Regions from separate parts of the Zea mays genome. Here region 1 is linked to region 2. A link is a contact called in public Hi-C data. All regions are on one chromosome and are shown on one strand. Each heading gives the region's core, a stretch centred on a gene start, on an enhancer-like site or on the middle of the called end of the contact. The rest is flanking DNA. Distances are from core to core; before and after follow the strand shown. Region 1 has its middle 46 kb from the start of LOC103630344. Region 2 holds the start of LOC103630344 (autophagy-related protein 18h).

Evidence for each region. A called contact is a pair of places that touch in the nucleus more often than the background predicts.
Region 1: a contact with region 2 is called in a Hi-C map of endosperm, with 2.7 times the contacts expected there. The contact joins the enhancer-like site here to the promoter of LOC103630344 in region 2. A contact is called at or near these places in 3 of 25 Hi-C or Micro-C datasets (ear, endosperm and leaf).

Annotation. Positions count from the first base shown.
Region 1 is chr6:156,827,714-156,831,432 of Zm-B73-REFERENCE-NAM-5.0, reverse strand. No RefSeq gene overlaps it. Among protein-coding and RNA genes, the nearest start is that of LOC103630344, 46 kb to the right of the region's middle. Within about 2 kb of position 2,257, at least 19 of the 20 cell types and tissues checked have an H3K27ac peak or open chromatin away from gene starts, as enhancers often do. A contact at or near this core is called in ear, endosperm and leaf, where this site is marked.
Region 2 is chr6:156,781,539-156,785,497 of Zm-B73-REFERENCE-NAM-5.0, reverse strand. It overlaps LOC103630344 (autophagy-related protein 18h), which reads left to right and starts at 2,121. Exons shown (of 9, transcript XM_008651404.4): 1 at 2,121-2,724. The coding sequence starts at 2,551.

The DNA of each region.
Region 1 (3,719 bases), core at 1,008-3,507, 46 kb before region 2:
CGGCGAAGGTTACGTAGGGATAAACTCAAGAGGTTCACTACCTTTTAGCTACTTGTTGTTATCATATCCACATGTACTGCCCCACGGTCGAGTATATAAGGCCTAGGGGGCACCCCTTCAGATGGATCGACCCTACTTTTGACCAAGCCACTTACGTAAACTCTCTGTGCCTTCAATCCAGAGAGCCCTCTTGTAACCACACTCGAATACTCACCAGGACGTAGGGTGTTACGCATCTCTAAGCGGCCCGAACCTGCAAATCTTGTCCACTGTCCCTCGTGCGATCGGCACGAACCATTTTGCTACAGTCGTTGACACCGTCCTACTCCTAAAAACACCTTGAGGGGTAACCCCGGGTGTGCGGTCGGGCCCAAAACACCGACACCACGCTCCAACAAAATGATCATATGTGAGAACTCTCATTCCCTCCACATTCATATGACTCTCCAACCTAAGAAAGAACGGAGCGGCTTCGCTCCATTCTACTTTCGACCAAACAAAAAATGGAGTGGGTTTGTTCTGCTTGCCAAACACAAAATGGAGCAGCTCCATTTTTAAAAACTGAAATAGAGCCGAGTTGGCTCCCCAACCAAAGACACTATTAGAACTCTTTGTTTTTTATATTTATTTTCTTCACCTCTGCATATGCGTGCAACACCATCACAAAGAGAGAAATGATTGACTCGGCTAGTGCAAGTCATGTTGGTGAGGTGCACTAGGCCCACCCACTCTTAGGGTTGGTTGTGGATACGTTTAGAGATAGTGTATGGTGGGAGAGGAGACTATGGCCCTGTTTGTTTGAGCTTTTTCAGCTTCTAGCCATCAGAAGTTGTTGCGAACTGCTAAATGCTCAGCTTTTCAGACCGCTTCTATAAGATTCGATTTGATAAAAATCATCCAAAATTAACATGAACACATAATTGGCTGAATCGTAGCAATAGTAGGAATTCGTCTCTTTTTAGATCTTGAACCCTATAAACAACTTCATCTTACTCTGCACGTAATCCTCACGATACTTAGATTCTTCCCACAACCAGATTCTCCCTACAACCAAATTCTCAAAAAAATTGGACAGAAAAAAGGTGAACCAAACATGCCCAATGTTGAGCCAGAAGGAGACATGGTCAAACATACATGTGTTACCTCTAGGTGTAAAGGAGACGAGTTGAGCGAGAAGAAAGGGAGAGAAGAGGCATTGATCGGTGGTGGGAAGAAACTAACAGATTTAAAAGTAGAGGCCCTCAACTTAGTTGTAGGAGTGGATAGTGCTATAGAAAAAAAAATGAATTGGGTAGCCAACAAATACGGAGTTTGTGCACGCGGGGAAGTAGGTAGCATGTTGGGAGGGTTTGTTTCTATCTTCTCTTAGATTAGGAGGTTTTCTAAGTAGTTTGCTAACTATTTGTAAAGATGGCCTTCCATGTTGTTCGATTAGCAGAGAAGACTATCCTAAATGACCGTATCTATAAATAATTAATTAACAGATCTGATTTCTTAGAGTATATGTATCCTAAATTATTGGTTGTCGGATTAGTGACAGCTTCTAAAAAAGACTTGTCACTTTGGTGGTATCTTTAACCCACAAATGTAACATATCACCGCACATTAGGTCCTTACTAGCAAAGCATTGGTACGTTGTTATAGGTTTCATTTAGCCAAAAGTCTATAAAAATCTCTATACTATATTTGAGTATAGAGTATAAAAAAATATATGTGTTCTAGTGGTAGGTAAGTGTGAATGTGAGTTTAGAGCCAACAATTACGGTTCAACAAATCCCATTTACGTATAATTTTACCATATTTTTTTATATTAGCAAAGATTTACTCTTCCTTTTAGGAAAAAAGTACATGCATCAAAGATTGAGGAACCTGTGTTGCAATGATTTTTTTTAAATGTGAACTAACCACAATCCTAATTTTCCTTCAATTAATAATCAGATGCGAATTCCGTGTATTGATTACAAAGGATAAACTCGTCTTAAACCCGGTCAAATGGAATAGTGCATCCAACGTGCAGCAGAAGTGCAGAGTAGCACCCGAGACACTCATTTGAAAGCGTCCGCTAGCTCCCTATCGTCCGCGCGCAGCAACAACGTCGCGCCTCCCACCAGGCCACACCGCACTTCCGCTCTGCCTTTCCGCACGCGACGACGCCCAAAATCGAAACGCTCCATCTCGCGGATTAGACCCGATCGATGCGCTGGCCGCTCGACAAAAATGGCATATCCGCATAGGCGCATATGCCGCCGGATCGCTGGGTATCGCTTGGCGCCTTGGCCTGATGCGGGACGCTCACCAAACAGCCGTACCGCCCCAGCTAGCAACCAAGGCGATTAACCGGTAGCGGCGCTAGGTTGCGAACTTGAGAAGCCGCTACGCCCGAGCATCAGCCATGTGCCCATGTTTTGCTAAGCTGCCCCTCTCCATAAAACAATGCATTACAATGAACAACAATCGTAGGCCTGTGGTCCTAAAATGTTTAGGTGTCGTTTGTTTCACATATTTGTAATGTAATGTGTAACTGATAACGTTAAATAATGTTTGTTTAACTTCAGCCGTAATCAAATATCATACTATAAATTGATATCGGCATATTCAAACATATTATCGCTGGTATTCGAGTGTTAACCATTACCGTTGTCATTTACAATTTGGGGGAGGATAGTTGAACTTGTCCTGAAGTTTGACGAGAGACTGCGCAATGTGCACTATCAGACAAATAAGACTATCCCCAGCAGCTCCCCACCACGGATGCTCAGAGCGGCACATTTCTTGTCTGTATGTGCATCGCAAAACGGCAACACGCCTAGCAATACGCGCATACGCATGTGCGCATGCAAGACTCGTAGATGAGCAAGAGAGAGAGAGAGTACCGGGAGAATGCATAATCGATCGACCCAACGCTCATTTTGTGCAACTGTATCCGCTAGAAGCATGAACAGTTGAATGCGGTCGCGCAAAAAGCACAACCACGACCAGATGTGCGATCTGCTAGGGATAGCCTAATGGCCTCTATTTTTCAAGACATGAGTTAGGATGATACCTTAGCTATCAATTTTTTTAGATGTACGAGACTATAGTCTGAATCGAGAATGAAGACGAACCTTCGCGACTTTGGGAGTTGCCGGAAGGGAAGCCATATCAGACACCGAGTGTCCAAGTCGACTAGATCGTGTTCTTTAATTCTGGATCGTGCGGAGGAGATAAAAAAGGACAATGTGGTTAGATAGAGGGGACACTTTTGCGCCCAACTTTAATGTATAGAAATTTATAGTTTAGTGAAGGAATGTGAAGCATCACGTGAAGCCAGAGTCGAGGCTAAAAGCTGAAGTTGTACGTGGATTATGAAGCCTTTACGCACTTTCGATTCGTCCACGTGTTCCAAAGCAGTTTGATGAAGGTTCAGTGATCAGTTCATGCCAACCTCCCTGATAAAAACACCATTTAAAAACAATTACTATTGACGCCGATTCGGACGTCAAACACTGGAGATGGACCGCCCGACGGGTTCTCTACAGAGGCGTGAACGGTCCACAGCACAGGGCCGGATGGTCTGCGACCTGACACAGGAGTGAGTCCGCCTCTGCGTACGTCTGGACGGTCCGCGCCTGGGGCTCGGGCGGTTCGCGATGGCGCAGAGGGTCTTCTTCGCAACAGACTTGGATCTCGCCTCCCGGGAGGGACCCCATCGGGGAGGAGAGATCATAGGGTGTGTCTTG
Region 2 (3,959 bases), core at 872-3,371:
CCCATGAATGAACAAAGTGCAAATCTACAACAAAGGTATGTTTCTTAGTCTTAGTACATTGGTTTTGTGTACTAATATATTTGTCTAAGTGTTAGAAACAGATAGAAGAAGATAAGAGAAGACTTGGCTGTGTACAGCCAAGGGACTGTTTCGGTCTGGGGCACCGGACTGTCCGGTGGTGCACCGGACAGTGTCCGGTGGTGCACCGGACAGTGTCCGGTGCGCCAGGCTCCCTCGGCCGAAGAGCCCGCTCTCGGGAATTTGCTGACGGCGTACGGCTAAAATTCACCGGACTGTCCGGTGTGCACCGGACTGTCCGGTGAGTCAACGGTCGGCCGAGCCAACGGTCGGCCGCGGAATCTGCGCGCGACACGTGGTCTGGCCAACGGTCGGAAGGAAGCACCGGACTGTCCGGTGTGCACCGGACTGTCCGGTGCGCCAGATCTGCAACGGTCGGCAACGGTCGGCTGTGCTGTTTAAGGAAATAAATCGGGCACCGGACAGTGTCCGGTGTGCACCGGACTGTCCGGTGCGCCCGACGACAGAAGGCAAAGATGGCCTTCCAGATTTGTTCTCAACGGCTCCTAGCTGCCTTGGGGCTATAAAAGGGACCCCTAGGCGCATGGAGGAGAACACTAAGCAACTCTTGAGCATACTTGATCATCCACACTCAGTCTTTGCGCATCCGTTTGTGATTCTAAGTGATTCGAGCTCTGTTCTTGTGAGAAACTGTGAGATAGTCTTTGACCTCGAATCTTGGCTGTGTGTGTGCGCGTTTCGCTGTGGATTTGTGTGTGTTGCTTCCCTCCCTTACTCCGTGCTTCTTTGTGAATCTTAAGTGTAAGGGCGAGAGACTCCAATTTGTGGAGATTCCTCGCAAGTGGGATAAAGATAAGCAAGGCAAAATACTGTGGTATTCAAGTGGGTCTTTGGACCGCTTGAGAGGGGTTGATTGCAACCCTCGTCCGTTGGGACGCCACAACGTGGAGTAGGCAAGTTTTGTACTTGGCCGAACCACGGGATAAATCACCGTGTCTCCTCTGTGTTGAATTCTCTGTGATTGTCGTATTGTGCAAGATCTTCTCTTTAGCCACTTGGCAATTATTGTGCTAACCTCTAACAAGTTTTTGTGGCTATAAGTTAAGTTTTTACAGGATCACCTATTCACCCCCCCTCTAGGTGCTCTCAGGCACGGGGAGTTCAGGAGGAACAGGAGCATCCTTACTAGATACGTCCGGATATAACTCCCGAGGACGACCTCTCTTCTGCCACAACGCCTCTCGGTACATGTCTTTTATCTAATAAACGATTATAATTATCACTTGTACCTATTATGCTTTATAATAAGTTTACACAAACTAATAATCGAAATGATAATATAATAGGTGTATACAAATTATTAAACTAACAACCCAATATACAAAACGAATCAGTTGGAAATCATACCTTGGTCTACGAAGTGAACCAACTCAAATATTTGAATCCATCAAATTTTGGCGAAGTTTGAAAATGGGATGAAATGAGCTGCTCTCGGCCAGCCGCGCGGGCGTTTTTATAGGAATTCGTAGCTCGGCGCCAAGATCTGTGGCACCGAGCTACGAGGCCGCGCCGCCACCACGTCAGAGCCAGGTCAATCCTGGACGAAACTAGCCGTTGCTGCCACGTCACAGCTCGGCGCCATAGGCTGTGGCGCCGAGCTGTGTTAGCTCGGCGCCACATGCTATGTCGCCGAGCTAAGGGGCCAAAACTGTATTTAAAATTTTTTTAGGTCTAAACGTGATTTTACTTCTGTTTAAGGGCTAAAATACAAAAAAAAAATTCGGCCCGTGCGCCGCGCAGTTTTCTCGGCAGCCGCGCGCGGCTTGGAAGGCAAGCCCGGGCCGAGAGGGCGCCGAACTTCACGGGGACAGCGTATAGGAGTAGGTCGCAGCGGCGGAGGAAACCCGCTTGGCAAGGGATCTATCCCCTCGTATTCCCCTTGCGTGCAAAGCTCACTCCCCGTGCCCTCGCCACGGGCACCCGAGGAAAGCCTCGTGCACTCGCGGATAGGCAGTGGGCCCTGGGTGGAAGAGAGTTTGCTCCGGGGACGCGAAGCCGGGTGGGGAGAGGCAAACCGGGTGGGATTTCTTGGGATTATTTAAGGGCGAGGGAGGGAGATAGGCACACGAAAGCAACAGCGAGGAGAGAGAAGGGAAAAGGGTGAAGGAAGCCAGGGCCCAGGGAGTTGTTGAATTTCGGTTCTGGTCGGCGTCGGAGGGGAAGGGACGACGAGCGGCGAGGAAGAGGTGTGCGAGGGGAGGAGGGATATGGTGGCCAGCTGAGTCTGCGGATTGCGGCGGCAGCGGGGATCGGAGGCAGTGAGGGGCGGCGGCACTCGGATGGTACTGGCTTTCGCCAGCCCCGGAGGCGGCGATCGTGGATGGGCAGCGGCGGGATTGCGGGGCGGGGGTTGTAGGAGCGGTGGCGGCGGGGAAGTTGGACTCGGAGCGGGTGCTTGTGCTGGTCTCCGGGCTGGGGCAGGGAGAGGAGGTGAGGGAGCGGCGGGGAGGGATGAGGCGGGGGAAGGGGGCAAGGAATGGGTTGCTGCCGAGTTCGCTGCGGATCATATCGTCCTGCCTCAAGACGGTGACCTCCAACGCCGGCTCCGTCGCGTCCAGCGTGCGCTCGGCCGGCGCCTCCGTCGCCGCATCCATCTCCTCCCAGGCAGAGGACGAGAAGGATCAGGTCCACTGCCCCGCCCCTGCCTCCATTTCTTCAAATATCTCTTTTTTCTTATTTACGCTGCTAGTGCAGATGACTGTGGGCGCTGGGGTTTGCTAACTTCAGTGCTGTGCTTGCTTGCAATGATATACTCAATTGTAGCATTCTGCAGTAGTAGGTTTGAGTAATGCCTGGACGCACTTCCTCTATTCCATTCGATTCATCGTTCTGGTGGCAATTCCTGGCTCTTCAATTGAATTGATCATTAACCACTGCCCACTGGATAGGAAAAGTTATAAATTACTAGAATATGTTGATTGTTACCCTTGCAACCGTGTACTCAATAATGCCATTTTGCAGTAGGAGGTTGAGTAATCTAGTGAGCTAGATCTTATGTTCTTGTACTTCCGAAATTCCAGTGGCAATTAATGGAGGCAGCTTTAAGTGAGTTGACCATGAATTCAGTTTAACTAGTTAGGTTATGTTTGGAAGCATCATACTGTTTTTCACCTGTAATGACAACCTCGAAGCCGCAAGGACCAACACCGACAACTTTGCCTTTACACCAAGAGCCCATAGCTGGGGATGCTCCTCACCATGTCCGATGACACCACTGCCAACCCGCTGCTCCCGCTGTCGCTCAGCATGGCCGATGCGTCCTCCCTGGCAGGTGCCTCGGCGAGCATGTTGGTAACAGCACTGCTGCAGAAGGACGCAGAGCTGGGCGCCATTGTTGAGACGGCACTCGGGGAACCGGGCTGCGATCGCAGCTGCTGAGACAAACATGCGAGATGCACTGGAGGAGCCTGATGTTTCTCGTTTTTTTCCTGGATCTCCATTCATGTTTTTTCCCCCTGATGGTTTTAGCCCAAAACAGGTGTAGTTTTAGTGAGCTCACCGGTCATCCAAGCAGCAATTTCCATCTTAGGCTGGAAAAGAATTGTGGTCTTTAATTTACATGGGTTTTGGATAGATTGCCGTGCTTCCAAACTTGCCCTTAGAAGGTAGTAAATTGCTGGAATGGACATTTTCTCTGAAGTGAAAAGGTCGGAGAGTACAGTTTAGGTCAGTGTTCACCCATATCTTAAACATTAAGGAGTTGGTCACCTATGTTTTAGCTGTTTTATTTGAGCTAAATGACAGTTTAAATGGTCTAAATGGGCACTTAAACAGGATAAGTGTCTGATTAATGGACACGAGTAGCCATTGTGTGGCGTCTAAATAGTGTTTAAATGGGCTAAATGGCTGTTTAGTGAACA